Regions from separate parts of the Gossypium hirsutum genome. Here region 1 is linked to region 2. A link is a contact called in public Hi-C data. All regions are on one chromosome and are shown on one strand. The core of a region is the stretch at or near the end of the contact, and the rest is flanking DNA. Distances in the headings are between cores, read along the strand shown. Region 1 holds the start of LOC107955915 (receptor-like protein kinase FERONIA). Region 2 holds the start of LOC107887344 (glutathione S-transferase DHAR3, chloroplastic).

Region 1 (3,091 bases), core at 584-3,083, 280 kb after region 2:
TTACTTTGTGACCCTTTCACCTAAAAAGTTAAAGAAAACAAATTTATCAACTAAATTTGATAAAAAAAATATACCAAAAATGGAAACACCAAAAAATTTAATATAATAATTTTTAAATTTTCTCATTCTTTTAAAATTAACCCTTAACATCACAAAAAAAAAATTTCAAAAAGAGACTAAAATATACAAGGTGTAAATGTTGAGGGTTAAATATTTCAATATCAAGACTAAATGAACACAATATTAAATGTTTAGATCAGTTAAAGTTGTTATCATGCCAATTTTAAAAGTTTGCAAGTAATCTTCCCGATAATAATTTAAAAACTAGTGACTAAAAAAAGAAAAAGTCAAATAGTTAAATGACTATTTTATAGCTTTTCATAATTGAATGAAAAAAAATATTTACTAATAGTTGAGTGAATACAAAGTAATTAACTTAATTGAAAATATGTTTATGTAAAGCAAACATGCTTTATAAACAAAAAAAAAAAAACATGTAACATAAATTGTTAAAACTAGATATCTTGATTCACTTGGGACTGAGCTCCATCACTAACTTGACAATTTTGTTCAACATCCTCAATTTCTTGCATTTGCAAAGCGAGCTCAAGTCTATTTGCTACATCATTCATGGAACGCGTTTCGCAACCATTTTCATGAATACAATTTTCTGCAACATTGGAAAATGTTCTTAAACAGCTGGGTGAAATTTTACCTTTCAGAAAAGGATCGATGCTTTCATTAATACTCTCATTCGCCACACATTTTCGACCCCAATCAGCTAAACTGATCTGTGAATATTCTACTTTTGAATCGACTGCCAGTCTAGTAAACAACACTTCGAATAGCACCACTCCGAAAGAATAGACATCCGACTTCTCAGTCAATCGTACACGCTTGTAATATTCAGGGTCCATGTAGCCGAAAGTACCTTTTACCACTGTTGTAAGTGGAAAATTTGTCATGCTAATTGGACTCATTTTAGACAAGCCGAAATTAGAGATTTTAGCTACATATTGCTCATCCAGCAAAATGTTGGTGCTCTTAACGTCCCGGTGAATGATTCGATGAATTGCTCCTGAATGTAGGTAATCTAATCCACGGGCTGCATCGATACAAATTTTCAGTCTCTGTTTCCATGACAGGGGATTCCTTTTCGTGTTGTAGAGATGGTCACGGAGAGTTCCATTTGCCATGTACTCGTAGATAAGAATCATCTCGTTGTTATCGTTGCAGTAACCGATTAGAGACACGAGATTCACATATCGAAGCTGAGAAAGCAGTTGGATTTCTATCCAAAACTCTCGTGCTCCTTGTTGGGACAAGGAGTTCAATCGCTTGATTGCCACTTCAGATTTGATTCTTGAGATGAAGCCCTTGTAGACGTTACCAAATCCGCCGCGCTCTATGACGAAAGCATCGTCAAAGTCGTTGGTTACTGCTTGGATTTCTGCTAATGTAAAACACTGGCATAGTTGGTCTGGCAATGGTGAAGCTTTTCTTCTTTCCTTCGACTTTCGAATTGAAAAAGAATGACGTTTTTTTCGCCAGAAAATCATGGAAAGTAGAAGGCAAAGCAATACAGTAGCTGTGCATCCCGGGGTAGCTCCAATGATAGTCTTCATAGGAAGCAGATTCTCTTTGCCCTTCTTCGGTTGCTTGTTGCCTGGTTTTCGTGATGCATGACTCGAACTCGGTTGTGGATTTGGCACAGCAAGACTACCGTCGGATTTGTTGAGTCTAAAAATCTGTAAACCATGTAGTATTGCATCAACAAACTGCGAACGAGCAGGGTCTAACGCTAGCCATAAAATTTGCTTATTTTGACCTTCATTTGGAATCAACACAACATAGTCTTTATACACCGGAATGCTATACCGCCACTCCAATATATCACATCGGCATCCTTTTGAGCCGTACGGTTGTTGATGAAAATGTCAAAGACTCGTTGACCTGCCTCTGTAAATTCTAATAGAGTCTCGCAGAAATGGAGCCTAAGGAGGTAGTTGAAGCCACCATCAATATCGAAGTTCCATGTCAGATTGTAATTCATATTGATATATGGATCCCTACCCATTGTTCTTGATTGGGTGTAGACAACAGCCGGAGCTGTATATGCCGGGGTGTCTTTGGAGTATTTGATTGTAACATTAGATCGAGTAGGAGTAATTCCCCGTGCACCTCCAAAGATATAAGGTGTATCGTCAAGCCACGTTCGAAACATTCCGGTATCATTGACGTTAGCCGCGGTTGCTTGGCCAACGTTTAGACTATAAACAGTTTCAAAAGCAGTAGCATCAGGGATGTCAAAGGGAATCTTACTATTTACGAAAGATATAGAGTTATCTTGGTGTTTTACATACAAGTTCTTCGGCATGGAAACAGCTTCAATACCGTTCACAAAGGCCAAAGAGTTGGGCGACGGCCAAAAAGTGACATTCAGCTTCTCAGTTTCGAAACATGGTACCATAAACTCCTTGATCAACGAGGCTCCCTGGTTATCCTCAGAAGAAAGTGTTAAATAAGCAATGAAATTTTGGAGGAGAAGGTGATCGTTGGCTGTAACATAGAAGAAAGAAGTGGATCCATCAAAGCCAGAGTATTGGAACGGGTAGAAATATAAACGAAGAAACTTAAGGCCAGGTGATACTGGAAAGCTATAAGTAAATGTCTCATGAAAAACTCTAGCAGTCATGTAAGGAGTTCGAGTAATAGACTGGTCTTGCCTAGAGGCTGTGGATGCAAATGAAGTGTTCTTGGAAAAGATGGAAAATTTGGATCCTTCATCGGTGATCCATTTCCGGCCTTCTTCCGATACAGAATCTGATGATGAAGATGCACCACAGTTGAGGAGAATATAATCAGTTGGTGTATAGGCTGCTGATTCGTCACCCATGGCTATAGTATGGAGAACCAACAGGCAGACAATAAAAGTGAGCATTGCATGGGACTCAATTGATTTCTTTTTGGATAACTAATTGAATGTTGTAGGAAAAACCTAATTTATAAGCAATTATAGAGGGCTGGAGAGGCCAAGAAAATTCATCAAATTCTAATAAACCGTGATACTTGCTTAAGTCTTCTAATAAAG
Region 2 (2,760 bases), core at 187-2,686:
TTTGTCTTCGAATTTCACTACCGGAACCTTCCCTTCGGGGCTGATTCGTAAGAACCTGAATTCAACCCATTGTTAAAACGAAAATATTGAACATAGCACATTACTGTCTACAGTGTTCCATGGATATACATATATATATATATTACCATTCTGGTTTGTTTGACAAATCTACCAACTTCATTTCATAAGGAAGATGCTTTTCTTCCATAGTCAGCAATACCCTTTGGCAAAAGGGGCCTGAACCACACATTTCACAAATAAATGAATAAATAAATATTCCACCATAACCCAAAATTTCGATAAAAATACCATGAAATCCTTTTTAGTAGGAGTTGAATTGCAATATTCCACCTCTACTAAAAAAATGGGGCAAATTAATCTTTGTATTTTATACTTGTCCTTCTGGTTTCATGCATTTCTATTGAAATTTTCAACAAAAATGACTGATAGAAAGACTAATTTACCCCCAATTTTTTTTACCTAAGAGGGCATAATACAATCTGACTGCCTCCAAGATACTTTTACCCCAAATTTTCTAAAAAATCAAAATTTCCTCCTTTCGACCCTAATTTTCTTTCCCATTCTTAATTTGAAAAGCAATAAAAAATGTTCAATCTTTATGAATTATATATAATTTGATTAATTGAATTCTCAGGATTTTAAAATTGCAATCAAGCTAAAACTAAATACATATAAAGCATATAAATAAAAAAAGAACTGAACTTTTCTTTCTTTCTTTGTTTCACATTTTTTCAGTAAACAAACAAGAACATCATAGAAAGAAAGAAAGAAAGGGATTTTACAGTCAAAATTATATCATATTTCCCAATTCTAAAGAATAAAAATTTCCTCTTTTGGACCCTAATTTTCTTTCCCATGCTTTATTAGAAAACAAAATCAGAAAGCTTCAATCCTTATGAATTATAGTTGATTAGTGAATTCTCAAAACATACAAAGAACAATATAATTGAACTTTTCTCTTTGTTTGTTTTGTTTCACATTTTCTCAGTAAACAAACAAAGAAACAACATCATAGAAAGAAAGGAAGAGATTTTACAGTCGCCAAGCTTATTGGGAGTGGTAACAGAAGCTTTAACGCAGATTTCAAGAGGAGTAGTGTTAATGGCCGCCATTGCAACTGTGAAGGTTCTAAAAGTTGAAACTTTGGGTCCATTTCGATGGTAAAAGGAAGGGTTCTGAGGGAATCGAATGCCCAAAGCTAAATTGTGTTTAAGTGAGGAAGACAATGCTACTGCCGTCGACATTTTTTTTTTTTTTTGTGTGTGTGTGTGTGTTTGAAAGTGCGGATTTTCTTTTTTTTTGGTTATCTCCGTTTATGTTTTTTTGGGAGGCTGTTTGTGATAGGAGGTTCAAACTGTTAACTGTTTTTGTGTTTTGACACGTGGCAAAATTTTTAAAGCGTAAAGGTGTACACCAATTCTGTCTTAAAAGCCTAATTATATATGGGCCTATTACAGGCCTATGTGGCCCATTTTCCTAGCCTATCATTTTTTTCAATATTTGTTTGTTCGGTGTTGATGCGCCGGGCAGCTAGCCTGGCCCAGTCATTTCAGCCTATTTTCGGTTAGGTTTGAGTTTAGATTTTTTTAATTTCGGACTTTTTCGATTTGATTTGTTTTCCTGTTTAAATAATACAAAATTATTATTTTTTAATAGTAAAACTAGTTATTTGGATCGTTTGAGATTCTAGACATGGTTAATGAATAGAACCGAACTTAAAAGATCAGACTAATTGGATCGAGACATTGGTTCGAAGAGAGACATCAGTACAATTGGTTCAGGAATTAGTATGGGCCAGCTAAACTAGTAACCGAATCAAATTTTCATTTGAAGACTTTTTTTTGATAACTTATTTAATCGAATTAGAGGAATTGATTCGATCACCGGTTCAGTTCTAAAAACTTTGGTCCCAGGCTCAAGCCTCAGTCCGGTTCATGGACAGCTTTAGTTCTAGTCATTTGCATTTCATTTTATTTATGAATTATTTCATTGAATATCCTCAAATTATAGCTTATATCTTAAATTATTCTCTAAATTTCGATGCTTCAAAATATTGTAATTAAATGTATAGAAATATCTTAAATGGCAAAATATATATTATTATATTTATTTTTTAAAAAGTAAAGCATTCTAATTTTTATATTTATTTAAATTTAGTAAATATTTTAAAATTAATTTTTTTGGTGAAATGATTAATCAAAATTAGGATATTTTTAAAGAAAGGTGAACACTCTATCAATAAATCTTTGTACTGCCTGTTTTAAAGTGTATAAATGCTTATCTTAAGTAAATGATTATTTTATATATACATATATACTATCTTTTACATTAAACAAAATTATATATGCATTTATAAACATAAAAAAATATGGATAATTATTCAGTACATAGATAATAGGATTTTTGAACTTCACAAGGGAGACTAAGATTTTGCTATAAGTCTACTGACAATCTACTAAATAATTATCTTAAAAGTATTAGCTAGACACTAGAAAAGGAAATTATTTTTATGTATAATATGAGGAGATTTTAAGCTCCACAAGTAGCGTTGAAAATGTAACAAGTGACCCGATTTTTTATATATTTATTTTTTTTAATATTTTTATTATATGCTATGAAATAGATGACACCCTCCAATTTACTTAAAGAGTTTAGAAACTTGGTAACTAGATAATTTTCTATTAGAAATAGCTAAAAAACCAACATTATTATTTTAAGATATTCAAAAAAAAATTCAAA

What was found. Hi-C and Micro-C count contacts between places; a contact is called where the count stands out from the background.
Region 1: a Hi-C map of leaf shows a contact between it and region 2, with 1.5 times the contacts expected there. The contact joins the promoter of LOC107955915 here to the promoter of LOC107887344 in region 2. A contact is called at or near these places in 2 of 34 Hi-C or Micro-C datasets (both in leaf).

Annotation. Positions count from the first base shown.
Region 1 is chrA07:12,337,297-12,340,387 of Gossypium_hirsutum_v2.1, forward strand. It overlaps LOC107955915 (receptor-like protein kinase FERONIA), which reads right to left and starts at 1,834. Exons shown (of 2, transcript XM_016891696.2): 1 at 1,829-1,834; 2 at 385-1,748. The coding sequence starts at 1,834. The coding sequence ends at 516. It overlaps LOC121232121 (probable receptor-like protein kinase At5g39030), which reads right to left and starts at 2,941. Exons shown (of 2, transcript XM_041117581.1): 1 at 2,364-2,941; 2 at 385-2,270. The coding sequence starts at 2,941. The coding sequence ends at 1,841.
Region 2 is chrA07:12,055,475-12,058,234 of Gossypium_hirsutum_v2.1, forward strand. It overlaps LOC107887344 (glutathione S-transferase DHAR3, chloroplastic), which reads right to left and starts at 1,437. Exons shown (of 6, transcript XM_016811545.2): 1 at 1,058-1,437; 2 at 147-237; 3 at 1-55. The coding sequence starts at 1,265.